3 separate regions of the Columba livia genome follow, and regions 2 and 3 are each linked to region 1. Evidence: chromatin contacts called from public Hi-C data. All regions are on one chromosome and are shown on one strand. Each heading gives the region's core, a stretch centred on a gene start, on an enhancer-like site or on the middle of the called end of the contact. The rest is flanking DNA. Distances are from core to core; before and after follow the strand shown.

Region 1 (3,463 bases), core at 284-2,783:
CTGAATTTGGGCACGTACTTTAGTCACATGTTCTCCTATGAGCACAGATTTGATTTGGAAAAGAATTAATGTTAAACTTCTCGAGCCAAGCCTAAGGCTGTATACATATTTTGGACTGATTTGAATTAAAACGTGTGCAAAGATGCAGAAGAAGAACTGAAACTACTGGAGGGTTTGCACTTCTCTGTTGAGAGCACCCACTTCATTGTCGACTTCCTAAGGCTTTCAGACCCGCTCATAAAAATTATTTACTTAATTTCAATCAATTAACTGCCTGAAATGTTACATTGGACTGTGGTTTTAAACTTAAATTGTGATTCTCTTTTACATCTACCATGATACAGATTGGCTAAAATGCTTTCCAAGCAGCTCTTCCTCAAGGTAGCAGACCCTGGAGATCCATCCGCTTGAATTCCTTCTGGACTGCAGATCCCCCTTCGTAGTTTACTCTTGACACTGTCATTGAGGTTTTGGCTTACGGTGTTACAACCAGTCACCAAGGGGACAACACGGCCCTCCCCACCCCAGTATCCACTGCCTGGGATGGTCGATCCTGCCCTAGAACACCTGCCATAACCAGGGAATGGGCATTTACTCTGCCCTGGGGAGACCACACCTGGAATATTGTGTTCAGCTGTGGCCCCTCAGTTCCAGCAGGACAGGGAACTGCTGCAGAGAGTCCAGCGCAGCCACCAAGATGCTGAAGGGAGTGGAGCATCTCCCGTGTGAGGAAAGGCTGAGGGAGCTGGGGCTCTGGAGCTGGACAAGAGGAGACTGAGGGGTGACCTCATTAATGTTTACAGATATATAAAGGGTGAGTGTCAGGAGGATGGAGCCAGGCTCTTCTAGTGACAATCAGTGATAGGACAAGGGTAATGGGTTTAAACTGGAACACAAGAGGTTCCACTTAAACACGAGAAGAAACTTCTCAGTGAGGGTGGCAGAGCCTGGCCCAGGCTGCCCAGGGGGTTGTGGAGTTTCCTTCTGTGCAGACATTCCAACCCGCCTGGACACCTTCCTGTGTAACCTCATCTGGGTGTTCCTGCTCCATGGGGGGATTGCACTGGATGAGCTTTCCAGGGCACTTCCAACCCCTGACATTCTGGGATTCTGTGATTTCACTGCGAAAGGGAGAAAATAAAAAATTCCAGAGGGAGCCTCCAAATCAGAGGAGAGAAAACCCCCACAGGACTGGGCGCGGAGAGGCCTGGACCCAGATCGGGGCGGGCGGGCGGGGGCAGCGGCCGCTTAGAGGGGCCTGGAGGCGGAGGAGGGATCGGGGGGATAGGGAGGGCCCGTCCTCAGGTGCCTGTGAGAGGGCAGCCGGTGGTCCCGCATCCCGCGGAGCCCCCTGTCCCCCGGTCCCCGGTACTCACTGCCCATGGCGGCCGCCGGACGGGAGCGCGGAGAGATCGGCGGCCTCGGAGAGACACGTCAGGGCTCGAGCCCGGCCGCCCCCTTCCGCTTCCTGCCACGCGCCGCGCTCGCCGGGCACCGCCACTGCGCAACCGTCGCCTTGCGCCCTGCGCCTACAACTCCCAGCATGCACAGCGGCCAGAGAGACTCACACCCCGTGCGGCTTCCCCTGATGCTGATTGGCTCCCCGCGAGCCTACACAACCAATCAGATGAGGAGGTGACGCGCGGCTTGCTGGGAGTTGTAGTTTTGACCCCTCCGACCGCCATCTCATTCAGGTGTTACCAGATATCGTGACGGCGGTTTAAAAGTTCATGTGAGATAAATACATAAATTAACACTTAAAATGTATTTTCTGCTTCAGTGTTTGTATAGAGGGATGTTTTAGGCCTTTCTCTGCAGTAAGAAGCCGCCTGCACCCACAGCAGCGGGTGGTGTCGCAGAGCCTGAGGCTGATTTAACACACATAAAACATGAAATATCCGTGAAAATGGGAAACATTGTGCCGTGTGTCTCTGTAACCACCCAGGAGGGCCAAAAAGTGAGAAGTGCTCACACTGACTTAGTGGTGTTTTTTTTCCTGGCTTTTATAGACAGATTTACCACTGCTCTGTAAAGTAAAGATAAACGGTAGTTAGAGAAAAGCAAATAAAAGTGTTAATGCAAAGCAATTAGTCAGCCTTTGTTTCTGTGAAACACATAATGGCTTCACAAAACTCACTGTTATTTTCTAGGTACTTAGGTGTGTGTTATTCCATTATTTGATCCCTGCTTTCCTGAGATCAGCTTTAAAAGACCAATCCTAATTCCTATTCATTTCCCTGTTGGTTTTGTTTTGGTTTTGGGTTTGTTTGTTTGGTTGTTTTTTAATTGGTGGACATCATATTTGCCCTTCTCCAGGCTTCTGGAACCCTGTGTCTCCTCAAAGAGTTACTGAAGACATCTACAATGGGTCTGATAATGGTTTACTTCTTGTCCACAGCAGCTTCATTTCAAACATCCATCTTAACCAAAACTGCTTTTAACTCACCCATTTCTAATTAGAGATAAAGCAACTGCTTTCCAACCAACATGCTATGTCGCAGAGTTGATCTGATATTTCTTTTTATGCAGGAAAAAGGAGACGCTCTGGCTGATGTTCCACCAGGTCTCGTAGCATCCGTGGGCTGGGATCGCTAGAGGGCATTACAGATCTATTTGTACATCTGTATAATACACACGGGTCTATATAGACACTCATATACGTATGCACACGAGCGTTCACCTTACAAAGCAGGGCTGGTTCATCTTTGTAGGATCCCGTAACAGCACCGGGGCTTTGCGCTCTGGTCCGTGTAACCGCACGTTCGTGTGCAGTCAAGATTTTTGTGGTACAATCTCTGCCTGTCTAACCATGGGCTGTAAAGAAGGGCGGCTTTGCTTCTTCTGCCTGCTTGGACAAGTGTCCTCTACGCTGGGTTAAGAACTGGCTGGAGGGCCGGGCCCAGAGAGTGCTGGTGAATGGGGCTGCATCCAGCTGGCGGCCAGTCACTAGTGGTGTTCCCCAGGGGTCAGTGTTGGGTCCAGTCCTGTTTAACATCTTTATTGATGATTTACATGAGGGGATTGAGACCATCATCAGCAAATTTGCTGATGACACCAAGCTGGGAGGGAGTGTCGACCTGCTGGAAGGCAGGAGGGCTCTGCAGAGGGATCTGGATAGACTGGAAAAATGGGCTGATTCCAATGGGATGAAGTTCAATAAGGCCAAATGCCGGGTGCTGCACTTTGGTCACAACAACCCCCTGCAGCGCTACAGGCTGGGCACAGAGTGGCTGGAGAGCAGTCAGACAGAAAGGGACCTGGGGGTGCTAATTGACAGGAAGCTCAACATGAGCCACCAGTGTGCCCAGGTGGCCAAGAAGGCCAACGGTATCCTGTCCTGTATCAAAAACAGCGTGGTCAGCAGGACAAGGGCAGTGATCCTTCCCCTGTGCTCTGCATTGGGGAGGCCACACCTGGAGTGTTGTGTTCAGTTCTGGGCCCCTCAGTTCAGGAAAGAGATTGA
Region 2 (3,072 bases), core at 142-2,641, 150 kb after region 1:
GTATGACAGGATCTTGCATTCAACTCGGGAAGCTGTCAGCTATGGCTGAAGGGGCATCAGCCAAACCCTCTGCCCAAAGAACAGCATTCTGCAGTTCTGCAGCACAGCTTGGCAGCTCCCTTCAGTTTTAAATAGTGCTCATGGGGAAAGAAGGGGATCAAACCCACCTCCTGCTGACCCCTAACAGGGCAGCAATCAGAAACAGCTGGAACACTTCACCAGCACCTTCACGTTCCCCAGCAGTGCTCACGGCCTGGCTGCTCACAAATAAGTGGCCAAGTTTACAATCCAAGGCTGGACTCCCCTCCTGCTTGTGGCTTTTCTTGCCACAAGTAACAGCACCAGTGTCATTCCAGGCTGCTCTTAATTCCTACCACTTCCTTATCCTGCACACTTAGGCTACATCAAATGCTGCCAACACTCGCTCTTTAACACCTGGAGAAGACGGCCTTCGCCTTGCACACAAATCCCCTGCACAGCCTGGCTCCTGCTACATCCTCTCCCCAAATACTGCAAAACCATCTCTCCTAACCACGTTTAAAAGTCCCTCTCAGCCTGCACAAAGATTCTCCAGTTGGTTTCCTTTTTTCACCCACCACGTCGATCCTCCCTTTTGCTCCCTTCAGCTTTCCCATCTCAAACTTCACGTCCCTCTGACCGCATTCAAAATCCCAGACAACTCAGAACTGAAGGGCACACTAAGGTCCCCCCGGAGCTTCTCTTCTCCAGCTGAACACCCCAATTCTCTCAGCCTGTCCTCCCAGCAGAGCTGTTCCAGCCTCGGATCATTTCTGTGGCTCCTCCGGCCCCTCTCCAACAGGTCCATGTCTGTCCTGTGCTGAGAGCTCCCGAGATTCCTTGAGAGGAAAAAGCCAGGCGCGATTACTTATAGAGCAACTCTCCTGTTCACACTGCAGTTATCCCCTGGCATCGCGGCTGCCCCGAGAGCCCACGGGCTGGGCCGCCGGGAAAGGCCGGGAAGGGCCTCTGGGAACCCGGCCCCGGGGCGGCCACAGGACCGTGAAGCGACTGGGCAAGGCCGGGCTGCCACCGCCGGGCCCGGGCCAGGCCCCGCTCCCCGGGCGGCCAAAGCGATTAAAGGCAGCGGCTCACCCGGGGAGAACACCAGGAACCACCCACCCCCCGCTCGGCTCACCGGACGCGGCTCACGTCCCCTTTTTTGCAGCTGGTGAAGAGGTCGCTGGTGTCCATGGCCGGGGCAGGCCGCGGGGCGGCGGCGCCGCATTGACGCGGAGAGCGGAGGAGCAGCCGCAGGGGACCGGGCCGGGCCGGGCCGGGGAGCGGCCGCAGGGCAGCGGCGGCGGGACGGAAGCGGCGGCGGATGTAAACACCGCGGCGGGGAGGAGCGCCCCCCGGGCCGGCCTGGCCCAGCGGTGCGGCGCGCAGCGCCCCCGCGCGGCACGGAGGAGCAACTGCCGCCCGAATCCGTGGGACACGCGTGGAACGGGGTGGGTGCAAGGGGTGACACGGGGGTGTTCTGGAACGGGCATGGGGGGCTGCTCTGGAACACACCTGGTGGGGGTTCTGGTCCAGAATTTGGATGGGAGGGGCTGGAGCACATGGAGGGGCTCTGAACCACGTCCAGTTGCGTGGGGTTCAGCGCTGGAGCAGGGGTGGGATGGTGGGGGCTGGTTGGGGACACTGGTGCTGGGACACACATGGCACAGTCGTGTGAACTGCTCGGGAACAGAGGCTCACGCTCAGCCCCCCTAGCAAGGAACAGGGGTCCTGGGCTGGTTCTGCCAGGATGAGGCAGGGGACACCCCACAGGACCAGGACTGTCACCCCACAGGACCAGGACTGTCACCTCATGGAAGAACGAGTTTCCCACAGCTGGCACAGCTCAAGGATTCTGCAGCAACCTGCAAAGGGAGAATTAAAGGGGTAAGGCTGATCCCACCACCCCGTTGCGGGGACCCGGCCAACACGGCGGATGTGAATTCAGATGCAATCAGGCAAAGGACTCTGCTCGGGTCAGTGTTGAGACACCCAGGAGGTGCGTTTTATTGCAAAGAAAACAAAACCACAACCCTGTCGCTTCCAGGGCCAGACACAAGTGTTTCCAAGTGTTCTAGGGCAGCAGCGCCGAGCCGCAGCCAGTTCAGGTCCAGCAGGAACAAGGGCGGTGACAAGAACAGCTGGCAGCCCAGATGAGCCCATGAGGCTCTGGCGAGCCAGCACGGATGAAGGTGGTTGTCATCTCTGCCTGTTGGAGCTGCCCCAAGCCCTCTGTGAAGGACAGATGTGCTCCTGCAAAGGCGGACGGGAACAGACAATCTGCCAACAGCACTGGGTGCAGTGGGATCCTGCTGCGATGCTCCCAGGCCATACTGCAGTAATCCATACAAAAAAGTACCTCTGTTTGATGCTACATCCTTTGCCTGGTGGGATCCTTGAGGTGGGATCTCAAACTGTATTCTCAACCAGCACACCGTACTCCACAGCAGTTACCAGGTCACTTCTCGTCCTTTCTTTACACCCCACATACCACGAGGCTGTCTGCAGGATGCAAAGTCCTAAGCATGTGTTGGACTCTGTGTTACAGATGGTGTTCTAGACATTCAGGAGTAATTTGCAGCTTGGACATCTCAGATCACATCTGGCCACCATCCTGCAGAGACTGAGAGCCCCTCTGATCTCAGCCACACCATCGCCACGTTCCCTGGGGCACAGAGCTCCTTGCGCCTTATACTCTCTTTGAAGAACCATCTCAATTTCAAACCAGAGCCTCTGCTTTCTGTCCGTGCTCCCCGGGAGGAAAGGGGGCAGGTGGAGGAGAAAACAGATAGAGCTGAGACCTTGTATTGCTACCCGGGGCCTCTAGAGCAGTGACTCCAGGGACCATCCCGTCTCATTGCGTTGCAGATGGGGATGTCCTCGCACAAACCATCCCTGACATGCCCTCTGCTCACAGGCAAGTCCAGCAGCCCTCCATGAATTAAGCAGGTGATATTCCCAAGCAGGGCACAGGAAACCCAGAGCTGAGAGGGAGGGATAGAAAAGTCCTTTTTTCTTCATTTTTCGTCTCCAACTCCCAGCAGCCACCAGGTG
Region 3 (3,193 bases), core at 469-2,968, 230 kb after region 1:
AGTGATGAAAGTAATGATTTGCACTTGCTAGGGGTTGAAAGGAGTGTTCGGAGTGTGTGTGGGAAGGAGAAAAGAGGAATGAAGAGGAATGAGCTGCTCTTTGTGCCCTTGGGAGCCTTTTGGGGGACTTGCAGCTAGTGGAATTGATGGACTGAGTGACAGGGAGACAGAAGGACAGACAGCACTGCTGTCTAGCTGAGCTGAAGCAGCTGTGAAAATGCCTGTGGAGGCTGTATGGTTGTGCGTCTGAGCTCACAGGAAAATCTAAGTAACAACACTGAATCAGGGCTGAGTTTTGAGAATAAAACCTTTGAGGCAGGTGAATTTTCCATCTGTCCGGCTTCGTGGCTCTGGCAGGATCCTGGGGAGTGCTCTGAAGGAGGAAGCTGACTCTGCAGATGAAGGTTCCAGAGACATTCAGGTGCTTGAGGCAGAGCAGAAGCCCTTGATGATCTGAGCTGTCAGTATTTAGTGACTGGAAGCTCTCAAGCACCACAGTGGGCTGGAACGGAGCTGGCTGGCGGTTTTAGTAGGGAGGCAAGTGGGAGATGGACATTTCCCTGGCAGGGTCCCTCTCTTGTGTTGCCGTTCAGATCCCCAGCCTTCTGCTGGTCTGAACAGGTTTTATGGCTTGATATGTTGAAAATTCTTTTGTGCGTGTGGAGTGTGGCTCATTTAAAGACTATCTGGAACTTCTTACTAACCTCTTCTGTGCTGGAAGGGGGACTGCTCCTGTCTGAGCTGTCTGGTGTGCAGTTTCAAGACATGGTGTTCCAGTCCAGGACTGTTCAGCTGAAAGCTGTGTCAGGCTGGTTTCTGGGATGCCCTGTGCTCTCCAAGGATGCAGAGGTGTATTCCTCTCACTTTGGGGGTGCTTTCCTACCTGAGTCCTCCAGGCAGGTGGAGATCTGCTCTAAGCAATAGCAACTTCCTGTGGTGGCAAGAGGGAATTTGAAGTGTTTGGGAACTGTGTGAATCTCTTGCCTCGACTCACTGCTGTTCTTGAAAAATATTGAGGTAAGAGTTTCTGGGAAATTGTCGTGCAGGGTGCAGCATGGAGGTGTTAGTTTGGATCACAAGCAGGTGTTTGCTACCAGGTGTTCCCACCTCAGGGAAAGAAAGTTTGGGTAAGAACATGAAGTTCACATTGGTTGCCAAAACTATGCAGGCCTTTGCTTTTTTTTCTTTTGTTAATGAGCAGTGCAGCCTCTCTGTTCTGCCTGTGAACTTTGCCCCACAGGCCTCAAAGTAGCATTGGCACCTTGAAAACAAACCAACCCCCCTTTTTTATTATTTACTTTTGAGGAAAAAAGGATTCCATTTGTCTACGTGCAAGAGCCGAATTGTCTCATGTAGATCAACAGCCTTTCACGTTTACCCTCCGTGCAATGACCATGGAAGGGCTGGACAAGCAACTGGCTGGTTCAGCCCTTACCACATCACGGAATTGTTCTGTGCTCCTCCTGTCACTTGCTGTGAAGCAGCCTGGGCCACGCTGGCTCGCTCGCTTGCAAAGGGACGGATGACGTGGTGGCTGGACTGCTCTGCTGCTGCTCCGAACGCTGCTTGCAGCGCTGATCCTGAACCGCTGGTGGAAAACTTGGGCAAACCTGCAGAGCTTCCCTGGAGCTGGTGGGCCTCGGGCAGCCAAGAGGTGTAAAGGTCTTAAAGCAGCTGAGAAATGGAGTGACCGCTTTTCCATCCCAAGGAGTATTTGCAGACTCTCAACGCCCTGACCGAGAGGACGTATTTGCCCTCCTCGGGGATGAGAAGAGCCAGTTAGGAACTGGCCTTTTTGTCACCTGTGCACGTGGTCCACACGTCCGTCCCGTCCTTGTCCTTTGCTGGCAGGACTCCAGTATTTCTGGAGTGTTGCACGTTCTGCTGCTGAGCTTCTGCGTGAGGTCCCGGACTGACCTTCCTCCTGTTGTATGTTTATGTATGTATATATATAACGCTTTGGGCCACATTCAAAATGGTCCTTCGGCAGAGTGTGTTATGTGTGTGTTGGGGATGCAAAGAGAGAAAATATAGAATAAATGTATATTTTTGTGTGTAAAATAAAGAAATAAAATTAAGTTTGGCATAAATGCTCATACTTTCTCCAATGATTCATATTATGAAGGGGAAAAAACCCACCAACTTTTAAGATATTTTTTTTTAATCCCTGAAGAAATATGGCAGATAATAATGCAATAACTCAGTGTCTTTTTGTCAGAAATGGGTTTTTTCACAGGAAGGCGTGGCTGTAGGTGTGAAGTGCAGTTTTGTTTGTCTTTGCCCACTCTCCCCCTTGGATCTTTGCAGATGATGCCCGGCACCTGGCTGGAGTTTCACCTGAGTGAGGCCTAAGGAAGGATGACAGGAATAATCAAAGTCACAGGAAGACTTCTGGAGGAGTTAATTACATGATTGAGAGCTCACCAGCCTGGAAGAGAAATAGCGCAGGTCTGTGAAACCCTGAGAGGACAGAGGTGAATGAGGAATGACTGTTTGTGGGCCTTTTCAGCACAGAAGCTGGTGCTGTGGAACGGAGCGAGCGGGTGGCAGGTGAGAACGACCCAGAGAGCATTTTGGGAGGGATTGTGGTTTGACTTCAGCCAGACCTTTGCTCTTGCACAGGCCGTATGTGGTGTTTCTGTGCCGTCAGCTGTTTGCACTACCGTACCGCAATGCTGTGCCCAGTCCTGGAGTGCAGAGTATTGCACAAATAAGAACATTCCCTGCTCCCAGGAACATGCTGTAGAAGAGGCCTGGAGGTCTGGGGGCGGCAGAAAGTCCTTGATGCTCCTTTAAAGCTCCACTGCTGAGTCAAAGTTGTGGTTGCCACATAACTGGAGTGAAAAATAAGCATTGAAGAGTTAAAACTGCTCCAATGCGCTACCAAGAAGTAGATAATTGGGGTGTAGATACTGAGGTTTCATTAACTGCCTAGTAATGAATGCATGAAATTGTCCAGGTCATCATGTGGCCTGTATTTCTGGGGATGCAGAAAGTTTGTTTGGAAATAAACCTTCAAAGCTGCTGTTTCTTGGTCTGGTTGTTTTGTGTCACAGATATTCATTCTTTTCCCCTTGGGTTGCCCGTGCCTGGTGACAGGGACCAGACCTGCGCTGGCCTGACCTACGCGGGACCCACACGTACCTGTCACGGCAGGTCATGGCACAGTTGGTGGGTCTTGCTGGAACAGGGT

Evidence for each region. A called contact is a pair of places that touch in the nucleus more often than the background predicts.
Region 2: a Hi-C map of liver shows a contact between it and region 1, with 2.8 times the contacts expected there. The contact joins the promoter of ABTB1 here to the promoter of SEC61A1 in region 1. A contact is called at or near these places in 2 of 2 Hi-C or Micro-C datasets (crop and liver).
Region 3: a Hi-C map of liver shows a contact between it and region 1, with 2.2 times the contacts expected there. The contact joins the promoter of CHCHD6 here to the promoter of SEC61A1 in region 1. A contact is called at or near these places in 2 of 2 Hi-C or Micro-C datasets (crop and liver).

What each region holds. Positions count from the first base shown.
Region 1 is chr10:20,355,123-20,358,585 of bColLiv1.pat.W.v2, reverse strand. It overlaps SEC61A1 (SEC61 translocon subunit alpha 1), which reads right to left and starts at 1,533. Exons shown (of 12, transcript XM_065075679.1): 1 at 1,377-1,533. The coding sequence starts at 1,383.
Region 2 is chr10:20,200,992-20,204,063 of bColLiv1.pat.W.v2, reverse strand. ABTB1 (ankyrin repeat and BTB domain containing 1) reads right to left here and starts at 1,391. Exons shown (of 12, transcript XM_065075673.1): 1 at 1,157-1,391. The coding sequence starts at 1,212. It overlaps PODXL2 (podocalyxin like 2), which reads right to left. Exons shown (of 8, transcript XM_065075671.1): 8 at 1,996-3,072.
Region 3 is chr10:20,127,949-20,131,141 of bColLiv1.pat.W.v2, reverse strand. It overlaps CHCHD6 (coiled-coil-helix-coiled-coil-helix domain containing 6), which reads left to right and starts at 1,718. Exons shown (of 13, transcript XM_065075663.1): 1 at 1,718-1,939; 2 at 2,308-2,550; 3 at 3,057-3,156. It overlaps TPRA1 (transmembrane protein adipocyte associated 1), which reads left to right. Exons shown (of 11, transcript XM_065075651.1): 11 at 1-2,090.